Regions from separate parts of the Danio rerio genome. Here region 1 is linked to region 2. Evidence: chromatin contacts called from public HiChIP or PLAC-seq data. All regions are on one chromosome and are shown on one strand. Each heading gives the region's core, a stretch centred on a gene start, on an enhancer-like site or on the middle of the called end of the contact. The rest is flanking DNA. Distances are from core to core; before and after follow the strand shown.

Region 1 (6,267 bases), core at 513-3,012, 210 kb before region 2:
CATGTAAATAATATTTAAAAAGACAAGTAAAATAAAATAATAATTTACATTTTTCGATTAGTTTGAATTGTTGAGTCCTTTTATTTAAATAATTAAAATAAATATAATAATAATAATAATAATAATAATAATAATAATAATAATAATAATTATTATTATTATTATTATTATTATACTTTTAATTTATTGCATTTAGCCTAATTATGCAGGTGAATAAATTAAACAATTTCGATTAGTGTTAAACCCTTTGTGATTTTGTTTGGTATTATATTCGACTATTTTGGAATTCTGGAACATATAATAATAATTATAATAATAAATAATAATAATAATTAATAATAATAATAATGAAGCATTTGCCATTAATATTCGTAAGAAAACGTAGAGCAGACACTGCACCGGATTAATATCAATCAGGAATAAACCTTTTGTGGTCATGAGGGGAAGATGGCGCGCCCCTGACGCCTTTTCACAGCTTTCGGTTGGAAGTGATATGATGCTTTCACAGATCCCCGGACTTGAAAAGAAACCTCTTAAATAAAAGAATATATACGTTCCTCTTCAGATTCTGCGCGCCCCGGTTTGCTCGCGTTTACTCGCGCCCGTGCCCGTATATTGTTTGCGCAACCACGCGCGCTCGGAGGTGCCACACACAGAGACGCTTCATCACCGTCGGTCCGCCCAGAACGGGCTTATGACCGGGACAAAGAGACAGTCGGTTATGTGCAATCCTCCCCTCTCTCACGGAACAGGTGTCTGCGCCCCGTGGTGAGGCGAGGCGTCCCCGTACACATCCTCGCTCCCGGCCATCGGTCCATTTTGGGGCGTCATCCGCTTCTCCTTCTGCCGCCGGTTGCAGAACCAGACCCGCACCACCTCCTTCTCCAGCTGCAGGCTGTCCGCCAGCGAGTTGATCTCGGACGCGCCTGGTTTCGGGCACTTGAGGAAATGGCTCTCCAGGGCCCCTTTGACACTCACCTCGATGGAGGTGCGCTTTTTCCTTTTTCTGCCCTGCGCGGCGATCTTATCCAGGCTGGTCGGGCTTCCCGAAGTGGAGTCCGCCTCCTCCAGCCACTTGTTCAGCAGCGGCTTGAGTTTGCACATGTTCTTGAAGCTCAGCTGGAGCGCCTCGAACCTGCAGATGGTGGTCTGGGAGAAGACGTTGCCGTAGAGGGTCCCCAGCGCGAGCCCCACGTCCGCCTGCGTGAAGCCCAGCTTGATCCGCCGCTGCTTGAACTGCTTGGCGAACTGCTCCAGGTCGTCGGAGGTCGGCGTGTCCTCGTCCGAGTGTAGGCTCTGCGGGTGGCCGTGCTCGCTCAGATGCGGGCTGTGGTGCTCCTCGTGGTGCATCTCGCCGTAGCCGGGCTGAGAGTAGATTAGGCTCTGCCCGTTGGAGGTGCTCATGCTCGGCATGTGCGCGGTGGTCGTGGCGCGCCAGGCGGCCGTCTCGTGATGCTGGCTCTGCGGCACCAGATGCGCTTGTCTCGGCGAGTGCTGCAGCTCCTCCACCGGCTTAATGTCCTGCTCGCCCAGCGGGCTGGCGGGCCACGGCGACCCCTCTCCCCCGTGAGACAGCGCCGCCGTCAGCCACTGGTGCGCGTGGCCGAGCGTGCCCCCGCTGCTCTGCAGGGTGGTGTACTCGCTCTGCAGCAGGCTGTGCGCGTCCCTGTAGGCCGGCGGCGGCGTCTGCTGCATGCTGCCGGGCTCCGCGCTGGACGTGAGGATGCTGTAGTGGTTGGACGCCGCGGTCGCCATAGTTTCCACAGCTACTCTGTGCCACAGGCGGCTCCCCAGCGCGCCAGAGCCGCGAGGACGCAGAGGCGCGCACCTGAGATCCGCCTCGCGCCGCTGTCGATTGGTCAGACGCGCCTGACAGATGCGGCAGCGGCGCGTTCATTGGTCGCGCCAGACTCGACGCTCAAGCCGCATCCCATTGCGCTCTCCTGAAAACAAGCACACAGGGATCAGCAGTGACAGGGTGCAGTGGGCGCATTGGGCTCCAGAAGTACCCAGCCTGGCTTTCGTTAAGTTGAAATATTTCACAATTTATTATTGATATGCTGTATTGTTTTGGAGTAAATTTTTTATGTAGCCGCACTGGTAGAACTAATTCTGGCTTGAATTTGCTGTTATTGGTTATGGTTATCTTTTGTCCTAAAATGATTATTAATATCAGCACTGAAAACTACCATGTGAAAAACATTTGACTTTTTTATTGGAGTGTCTAATGAATATCTAAAAATTTCTGTAGCCAAAATTCATTTTAAAGTCAAAATATTTAAGAAGTAAATTTGACATTTTAGTAAAATATGTAAACAGATTATGTGATTTAACATAAACAACAGATCTATTCAGCAGTCTAATAAATGTTTGACATTAAATAAACTTGATAAAGTAATAAAAAAATCATGCAAACAAAAGACTTATAATGAGCAAAATTAATTAAAATGTAAAATGTAATTAGTTTTAAAATGTGTTTTTAAATCTTATAATACGTTACAATTAACGGATGAAAGAATTATTTTTTTTAGTAATAATAATAAATAAATTGGCACAGATTAAAACTTAAGGAAATTATAATTTCCATGCTCTTATCTAGCATTTTTAAATAATTTACATAAATTTACAAACTATATTGTGTACAATTACAAAACAATTTACAAAAATATTTCAAACAAGAATTCTAAACTGAGCAGCATTTAATAATAAAATATGCTATAATATATATGTATTAAACATGTTCAAAGCATTTCATTAAAACACGAAATGGTCCATAATATGTATATTAATGTTAATTTAAACCTTTATCTGACATAATTTTACAACATGAAGTTATCATGTCATCCCTTTCACAATAATTCGAGAGATTTAAGTTTATATTTTTCACTGTTTATTAAATGCAATGTTATTATTAATTATGATCAATTATTAAACTACTTAATGTTACTTTTATGACAGCATAATTTCATCATTTTAATCGATAATTCGTCATTTGTTTTAGTTTATTTAATACAAATCAGTAATCAAAGTGTTCAAGCCAATTTTAAACACTTAATGATGATGATGATGATAATAATAATAATAATAATAATGATAATAATGATGATGATAATAATAATAATAATAATAATAATAATAATGATAATAATAATAATAATAATACTAATATTGATAATAATCATAATGATAATAATAATAATGATAATAATAATAATAATGATGTTGATAAAAATCATAACAATAATAATAATGATAATAATAATAATAATAATAATAATAATAATAATAATAATAATAATAATAAAATAATAACAATGATAATAATATTAATACTAATAATGATGATAATAATAATAATAATAATAATAATAATAATAATAATGATAAATAACAATAATGACAATAATAATACTAATAACGATTATAATGTTAATAATGATAATAATAATAATAATAATAATAATAATGATAACAATGTTAATAATAATAATAAATAAGAATAATGATAATAATAATAATAATAATGATAACAATGTTAATAATAATAATAATAATAATTCACAAAAATAAAAAATAAACAATAATAATAAAATAATAATAACAACAACAGTATTTTAAAGTCAACAATATAATCCTGAAAGTCCAAAATGACATTGTCCATCTTTCCAATGCATATAAAGGTAAAATAAATTATTGAAGAAATCTATAAACCCATATTTGTTGACGTATAACACACACAGTGATTGACATGTTTTTATTTCCGTGGCTGAAATAGCAGCACTCTGTGTTTCTGCCGGGATCTCCGAGTCTCTCTGTGGCTCAAGGAGGGGGCATATTTTTCGGGCCCCTGTCCGTTGCCATGGCGAGAGGTGAATGAAACAACGGCGCCCACGTCACAGCTGCTCGAGCCTTTTCTCTCTCTCTGCCCGCGCACATAAAGCCCGTTTCAAAGGCTCAAAAGCACATGCAGGGCATCGCAGGGCCGCAGGGCCAGTGAGAGGTGAATGGCGGACTCTTCCTCAACCCACACACGGCCTTTGTAAACATACACTTTTTGTTTATACACACATTATTTCTTGTGATGCATCTTTGTCTTTACTGCAGTGGAAGGCTAGACACTGCAGGTGAAGATGGACTAATATATCATCATACACTCAACATAATGTAATCATTTGTAAAATATTAACAAAGATAATTTGCTGCTTGTTCAAACTAATTTAAAATGAGTTGAATCAACACAATTCTTGAGTTTTTTGGCACAATTCAATAATTTTTTGTTCAATCCACTTAAATTTGTAAAAATAATTAAGTTAACTTAAGTGATTTGAGTTGAGACAACATGAAGGAATGGGAACTGGCATTTTAACAGTGTTTTATCATCCGCAAAATGCAATTTTATTTCACCAGTCGATTGAAAACTTTAATAATTGCATTGAAATGTTTTGCTTAAATGTGCAAATAAGGCATTGTTTTATTAAATATAAGCTAATTTGCGGACATTTCAAGCATAAAAAATAGAAAATTTAATGAAGTCAGATTTTTTTTCACTTTAGTTTTTTGCCAGATTAGAGTCATATCTTATAAAGAGTGCATTTTTTGTTTTTTACACACATTATTTCTTATGATGCATCTTTGTCCTCTGCAGTGGAAAATATTTCCTAAGGCAAGACACTGCACTTGAAGAGGGTTAAAAAAATATTAACTAATATTTATCATTATACACTGTAAAAAATGCTGTGTTCCACTCAATCGATTTGTGTAGGGACAACATGAAGAAATTAAGTTGGCTCATTAGTTTTTACAAATTTAAGTGGATTGAACATAAAACAATTAAGTTGTCCCAAAAAAAACCTCACAAAGTGTGTTGTTTTAGCTTATTTTATTTGAACAAAATGCGAGCATAATTTTTTTTAGTTTATTTCTATAAACGATTAGTGACTTTAAGAATTGCATACAATTTTTTTTTAATGTGATAAATGCCTACATTTGCAAATAATTCATTGTTTAATTAAATATAAACTAATATGAGGATAATTCTAGCTCAAAAAAAATTGACTGATGTCAGATTTAAAAAATGAATTAATTCATTCATTGAATTAATTCATTGAATTAATTGAATTAATTCATTCATTTTATTCATTCAAAGACACTGTCTTTTTTGATTTTAGGAACTTTTAACATGCACTAAAGAAAACAAAACATAAATAAATCAATAAATTATTTAGAAAATACAAAAAAATGCATGCACATTCACATACAAAATAAAGGTATCAAAACAACAATATTAATAGCAAGTGATAGAAAACACAAGTTATACAGACAAAAGATTTGTATCAGCTTCCTTCAGAAATCCTACAAAGGGATTTCATATCTTGAAAAACCTTTTAGCTTTTTTTCTCAACTATATATGTTAATTTTTCTAAAGCCAAGCAATGGGACAATTCTTGCAACCATTGTTTAAAATGAGGGCTTTCTGTATTTTTCCAACAACAAGCTATTATAAGTTTTGGATAATCTTTGATTTATTTGACACATTAAAGTCCATTCTTTTAAAGAGGGAATTTTGGGAATCTATTTATCACTTCATGATTCACAAAATCCTGTGAACTGCCCGAAAGAAAGTTATATATAAGGAAAATGATGTATGAGCATATTCCTCAGAATATACACCGTGGACATCTTCCTGTAGAATCTATATAACTTACTGTATTCACATTTACAGCATCATTTATCTTGCTGTATATGTATTTACTATTGTAATTATTGTATTTCTTTACTGTAAAATTTACAGTCATTTTCATTCTGCAGCTTTAAAATACAGTAACATACTGCAAAATTGTTCTACAGTAAAATTCAGTTCATATTAGGGTGTTTTCACACCTGGCTTATTTAGTTCGGTTGAATTGCACTAGAGTTCGTTTTCCCTCTTGGTATGGATTAGTTTGGGCAGGTGTAAATGTAGCAATCGTACTCGAGTGCGCAACAAAAGCGGACCAAAAAAGCGTACCGAGACCACCTTGAAGAGGTGCGCTGTGCATTATGGAATGTGGAGGTAAAATGTTTGTTGACAGCGCTTTACCAACAATTTTAACCAGAGAGAGAGAGGGAAAAACATAACCTGATGGATCGTTGGTAATGTTTTCGAAAGATGACCATGTCGCAGTTTAGCAAATATTAATTCATGCCTCCTTCTAAAGCAGGGGTGTCAAACTCAATTACTGGAGGGCCGAAGCCCTGCACAGTTTAGTTTCAACCCTCCTCCAACAC
Region 2 (5,882 bases), core at 1,785-4,284:
GGCAAATGTGTGCAGGTGTTTGGTGTAAATTTGCTGTCTTATCTCAATTCTAAAATGACTGATCAATCTTTGATAACTTTAATAATTGATTATATGTAGACAACACAGTGGGGTAGTTGGTAGTGCTGTTACCTCACAGCAAGAAGGTCACTGGTTCGAGCCTCGGCTGGGTCAGTTAGCATTTCTATGTGGAGTTTACATGTTCTCCCTGCGTTCGCGTGGGTTTCCTCCGGGTGCTTCGGTTTCCCCCAAAGTCCAAAGACATGTGGTACGGGTGAATTGGTTAAGCTAAATTGACCATAGTGTATGAGTGTATATGAATGTTTCCTTGTGTTGGGTTGCAGCTGGAAGGGCATCTGCTGCGTAAAACGTATGCTGGATAAGTTGGCGGTTCATTCCACTGTGGCGACCCCATATTAATAAAGGGACCAAGCCAAAAAGAAAATGAATAAATTAAATGTATAGCTGAAAGTCATCAGCATAACAATCAAAACTAGCCAAGTATTTTAATAATAACCCAAGCTTCAGCATGCAGGTTGAAAAAAAAAAAACATTAGAGGGCCTAAGACAGACCCTTGTGGCACTCTGTACTTTACTGCTTTGCTGCCAGGGTAATTCTGTAACTGATCTGTGAGAACTTTGTGTTTTGTTTTGTTGAACACAGCAGTAAGACTAAAAAAACTAAAAATGAGAAGCAGCCTTGCAATCAAAACGCAATCAATATTAAGCAATCATAATGTGCCTCAAAATAGTAATCATTTAAAACGTGCAAGATATAAATTATGAAGAAAGAAAATTAACTCCAAGAATGTAAAATTCCCCAAAAACATTTCACATCCCAATCTATTCCCAAATATAAGCAATATTGACTTTATGGTTCCAACACTGTTATAATTGAGAAATAACAGACTCACGCAGAACTTATGTGACTGAAATGTATTGATAAGTTGATACAAATTTCTTTTTCACTAATAGTCACCAGTTTGACATTGTGTTAAGTCTTGTATTCATTTCAGGTTTTAATTTGATTGTATTTGCATTTGAGAGAGTCTCAGCATTGCAACTTGGCACAGTACCGATACTTCCAGCGACGGTCTCTGAAAAATAAAACAAAAAGACATCCTTTTATTGGAATATGACATTTTTACATGCTGTTATGATTACAGCATCATATTTGACTGTCTGTTAGAAACCTTGTCAAATTTTGACAATAAACAAATAGTCAATATTTGAATTAATTAAACATTCAAGAGAGAATTCTATGCAACATTAGCCAATATTCATATTGACATTAGAGGATGTGTACTTACTCGTGTTTATTCTCATGGTAGCTTTCAGCACCAGTAAGGAAGTGTTGGTTTGGGACAGTCCAGTGAAAGAGCTCATCAAACCAGTTTACATAAGTGGTCCACTCACACTGACCAGTACAGACGCCGTTACCTCTACAGCAATAGAACTGCCACCTGTATAAAGATATATAATAATATTTCCTCAGGTGAACTCACATAAAATGTGGAAATCAGTCAAAAACCAGAGCTCACCTTCTGTCCTCGTGTTTATCACTATGGTAGCTGCTCATTCCTGACATGATGTGATTTGGTGGACACTCATAGGTGAACTGTTGGTCGAAGTCATTGACGTACGGAGACAGAAAACAGTCTGAACCAGAGCTAAAGGTGTCTTTACAGCCAAACTCCCATACCCGGTCTTCATATTTATTCTCATGTTGGCTTTGGTTTTATCAGGAGGCAAGAAAACAGAGAAGATCGGTTTTATTTTCTGATCATAAACAAATACACAGTAAAAAGTGATTAATTACTTAAAGCGAGTAAACCAATAGCTTAAAAAGCAACACTTTCACTTTACAAAAATATTGGTCACACTTTACAATAAGGTTCATTAGTTAATGTTAATTAATGCATTTACTAACATGAACAAACAATGAACAATACATTTACTACAGTATTTGTTCATGTTATTTAACATTAGTTAATGAAAATACTGTAGTTCATTGTTAGCTCATGTTAACTCATGGTGCATTAACTAATGTTAACAAGCATGGACTTGATTGTTAATAATGCATTAGTAAATGTTCAATTATGATTAATAAATGCTGTACATGTGTTGTTCATTTTAGTAAATGCATTAACTAATGAACCTTATTGTAAAGTGTTACCAAAACAATGTAAGTAAATCCATTGTAACTGAACTGTTGACTTAATATTTTTTGCTAATTGTATTCACTTTTTTCACAGTCAACTAATAATTTTTTACAGTGTCAGACAATTTTAGCACGTCTGTTTTTAAATAATTGCCGCAATTATTACAACATTATTATTTGGTGCTTCATTAAGTCTATAAAATCTAAACTTATAGCCTGTATTATATTTAGAAGACACACTTCTGAGCAGGAGTCTGGAAGAGCGGATTTATTTTAGTTACTGTCATTTTGCTAGATACTTTTATCAAAAAAAATTAGCATAAAAATTAAGCAAATAAAATTATCAAATTAATTAGCAAAAGTTTAAGTCAACTTAACAGTTCAAAGTTACAATAGATTTACTTGCATTAATTTTGTAAAGTCAGCTTGTTGCTTTTAAGGCAATTGGTTTACTTGTTTTAAGTAACTAATCACTTTTTACAGTGTACTTAAGTACTGTATATTATTACTATAATAACATTTTATAACATATACAACATTGGTAAAATGTCTTATAACTATGAGGCTGCATTGGCCCATGATATATTACCTTTTAGTTTATTTATGTTTCAACACAGTGTTTATACCTTAAAATCTGCACCTTCTGCTTTCCACTCACCTCTTTACATAGGATATGGACTGTCCTGGAGGACACTGAAAATTCAGGGGCTGATCATAGGAGTTTTCCCAGCGTAACTCTGTAGGATGTAGTTTGGACAGAACACTTAGCAACAAGCATAGAATAAATTCATTAAAATAATTAAACCGTTTCTCACCTTGTCCATTGGCCAAGAGAGCGGTCAGCAGCAGAAATACAGCAGCTCTCTGCATGATGTTGTCTTGTCAAATTAGAAGACAATCTGAGAGGAGCGTGCAGCGTTTATATAGAGCTCAGAGCTGATGGTCACAGATGCATCATAAGGTCGGTTATTTAACAAGCAGCTTCTAATCATATTTGAACAGGTGTTGACCTTCACTATTTCAAAGTGGATTCTCACAAACTGACTTTGAAAAATACTTGTTTTTTACAAGAGACTTTAAATGTATACCTATACAGTATAGAGTGGATAAATCTTTAAGAAAAGGGACTGACATCTAATTGCAATTGAATCGTTTTAAAGATACGAACCTGTATTTCGTTTCAGACTTCATAAGTAAATAATAAATATTTCATTAGTGACTTAAAGGTTTTTTGTTGTTGTTGTTAAAGCCCCAGTATGTTCAAAATGAACACTTTGTTTAATGAGTGTTTGCACTTCCTGCTTAAGCAAATAAGCAAAACATTGATTTGTTGAAATATTTTAATAGCCAACATTTTTAAGAATTAAAATAAAAAAGTTTTTTATTTCAATTGTCATGATTAAGTAACAAATGAATTTACTATGAGTTGTTCCTGCATGTCAAAGTAAACTTGTGCTATTCAAGCATTTGAAGCATCTTTCAGCCTAAATTATGCTTAATCTTGATGTTTCATTTATTTATTTGTTAAAAGCCTGCACTGGATTAATTTGTTTTTCTGTATTTGTGGGAAAATACTTGATGTGCAACTTTACCAGTAAACATTGATAAGCAGAGTTGTATAAGAAACCTTACTATCTCAGTTTTTTAAAAGCAACTTGACATTAAATCTAAAGTTATCTAAGACGCGTTATGCAAGTTTATTTTATTATTATTATTATTTTATTTTTATTTTTTTAAAGAAAAGAATCAGGGTTTTGTACAGAGTGTAAATGTACTTAATATTTTACTATTAAAAAGTGTTTAGCCAGGGTCTGAAATAATTACATTCATTATAAATCATGAAAGATTATGAAGTTTTATTTATTATTTAAAACAAATCTGTTGTGGTGTTATGCATATTCTGTGTAACTTAATTATTGTGTAATTCATTAATGGCATTAATAAATAAACCGACCAGTAGAGTAAATTTTCCACAAGCTTACTGGCAAAGTAGAATGATTAGGACAAATTAAAGTACAGTGTTTTGTTTGCAGGGGATTTTCTATATTTCAAATGCTTCTGAAGGAATTAACATAATTTCATAATAAACAGGAACCTTATAACAGAGCAACATTATCAACAACTCTTACTTTTATTTACAAAGTCACACAGTTTACATTAATTAAATGTTTGGCCATGTCTTTATGTCACATATTTATGCATAAAGCTCAGTGACATTGAGGTAAATCGGTGTTCACTCAAAGTGATGTTTCTTTGGAGTCTCTGATCTCTGTGACGGGCGGCTGGAATGACAGGATCTCTGTAAAAGTGTGACCTGCAAAGTAAACAAAATAATGAATGATAGTGTGTTTGAATAACACACACACACACACACACACACACACACACACACACACACACACACACACAGACACACACCCACACACACACACACACACACACACACACACAATTAATATATATATATATATATTTTTTTTTTGCTGCTTGTTCAAACTACTTATTTAATATGAGTTGAACAAACACAAACTTTAAGTTGTTTTCCGAAAAACGTATTTTATGTTTACTTACATTTTTAATAACAATTAAGTTTAACTTAATTTGTGTTGGGACAACATGAAGGAATTGTGTGGAACCCTGCATTTTACAGTGTAAGAGTTAAGTTCTGGTTCTGCTTTCTCCAGAAACACTGCACATTCTGAGCTTGAAGTTTTTCTAAAAAAAAAAAAACTTATTCCCCATGTCATTCTTCTTTAACCTCAACATGTACAAATTAATGGCTAAATTGATTAACATCTTGCACAGATTATGAAAACAAACTTGTCATTTAAAAATTACTCTCTTAATTATAAAGTTCAGAAAGGTTTTCACAGCAATGCAATAGAAGAACAATTTTGGTTTCCCAAATAACTTTTCAGTAAAGGATATTTTAATCTAAATTATTTAATGGAATGCCAATAAAGTATCTTTATGCTTAAGAATGAAATCTCAAAGTGGAAAATATCTGTCAAAATGCATAGACACTGTTGTTTTTGTGGCTGACCTTGACTCTTTCACTCTTGAAGCTTAAAAAAAAGGAAAAAATGTTTCTAAATGGTGCATATTGGCACCTTTAAAGTGCATATGAGTGTCCTAATATGTACCTTTAAGTAACCAATATGGACCCTTTAATGCAGGGGTGTCCAAACTCAGTCCTGGAGGGCCGGTGTCCTGCAATGTTCAATTCCAACCCCAATCAGACACACCTGGGCAAGCTAAGCAAGCTCTTAATATGCTTTTGGACTGAGTTTGAACACCCCTGCTTTAATGTGTACCTTCTGAAAAGGGGACAACTCTTGAACCCTGATTTCTGACAGTGTCATGTCATATGAATTTAGCAGTTTCCCTTTAATGCTGTATTAATGAGAAGAGAGAGTAAGTAGATAACCAGAAGAACTGAACACTCTCTTCAACACTTTTATGGTCTCATTCACATTTGCCGTTTATTAAATTTAGTCTAAACCTGCAGGTTTAGTAAATTAACTATTAAGATATTTTCACTTACGTTTCCACTGATCCAGAGGCAGTTCTGTGTTGTCCATGGAGTGGTCATAAGGCAGGGCCTCCGTCTCTTCTTCAGGTTCTCTGAACTCTGTAAAAAGGGGAAGTTCGAGCGCCTCTGCAGCGCTTAAACGTTTATCTGGATCCAGAACCAGCATCAACTCCAGAGCACTCACCGCTA

What was found. HiChIP or PLAC-seq counts read pairs in DNA pulled down with a chosen protein or histone mark.
Region 1: an H3K4me3 HiChIP or PLAC-seq map of embryo shows a contact between it and region 2, with 3 times the contacts expected there. The contact joins the promoter of pou3f2a here to the promoter of si:dkey-14d8.6 in region 2. A contact is called at or near these places in 1 of 18 Hi-C or Micro-C datasets (hematopoietic stem cells) and 1 of 4 datasets of contacts at active chromatin or transcription factors (embryo).

The regions. Positions count from the first base shown.
Region 1 is chr4:6,161,207-6,167,473 of GRCz12tu, reverse strand. pou3f2a (POU class 3 homeobox 2a) reads right to left here and starts at 1,762. Exons shown (of 2, transcript NM_131289.1): 1 at 160-1,762; 2 at 1-132. The coding sequence starts at 1,755. The coding sequence ends at 742. It also overlaps a transcript of tmem63a not described here.
Region 2 is chr4:5,951,449-5,957,330 of GRCz12tu, reverse strand. It overlaps si:dkey-14d8.6, which reads right to left and starts at 3,034. Exons shown (of 5, transcript NM_001044839.2): 1 at 2,977-3,034; 2 at 2,820-2,898; 3 at 1,542-1,730; 4 at 1,311-1,463; 5 at 922-1,097. The coding sequence starts at 3,031. The coding sequence ends at 1,052. mapk12b (mitogen-activated protein kinase 12b) reads right to left here. Exons shown (of 12, transcript NM_001044841.2): 11 at 5,706-5,879; 12 at 4,188-4,475. The coding sequence ends at 4,399. The region is part of intron 8 of LOC101884942 (soluble scavenger receptor cysteine-rich domain-containing protein SSC5D); the gene reads left to right.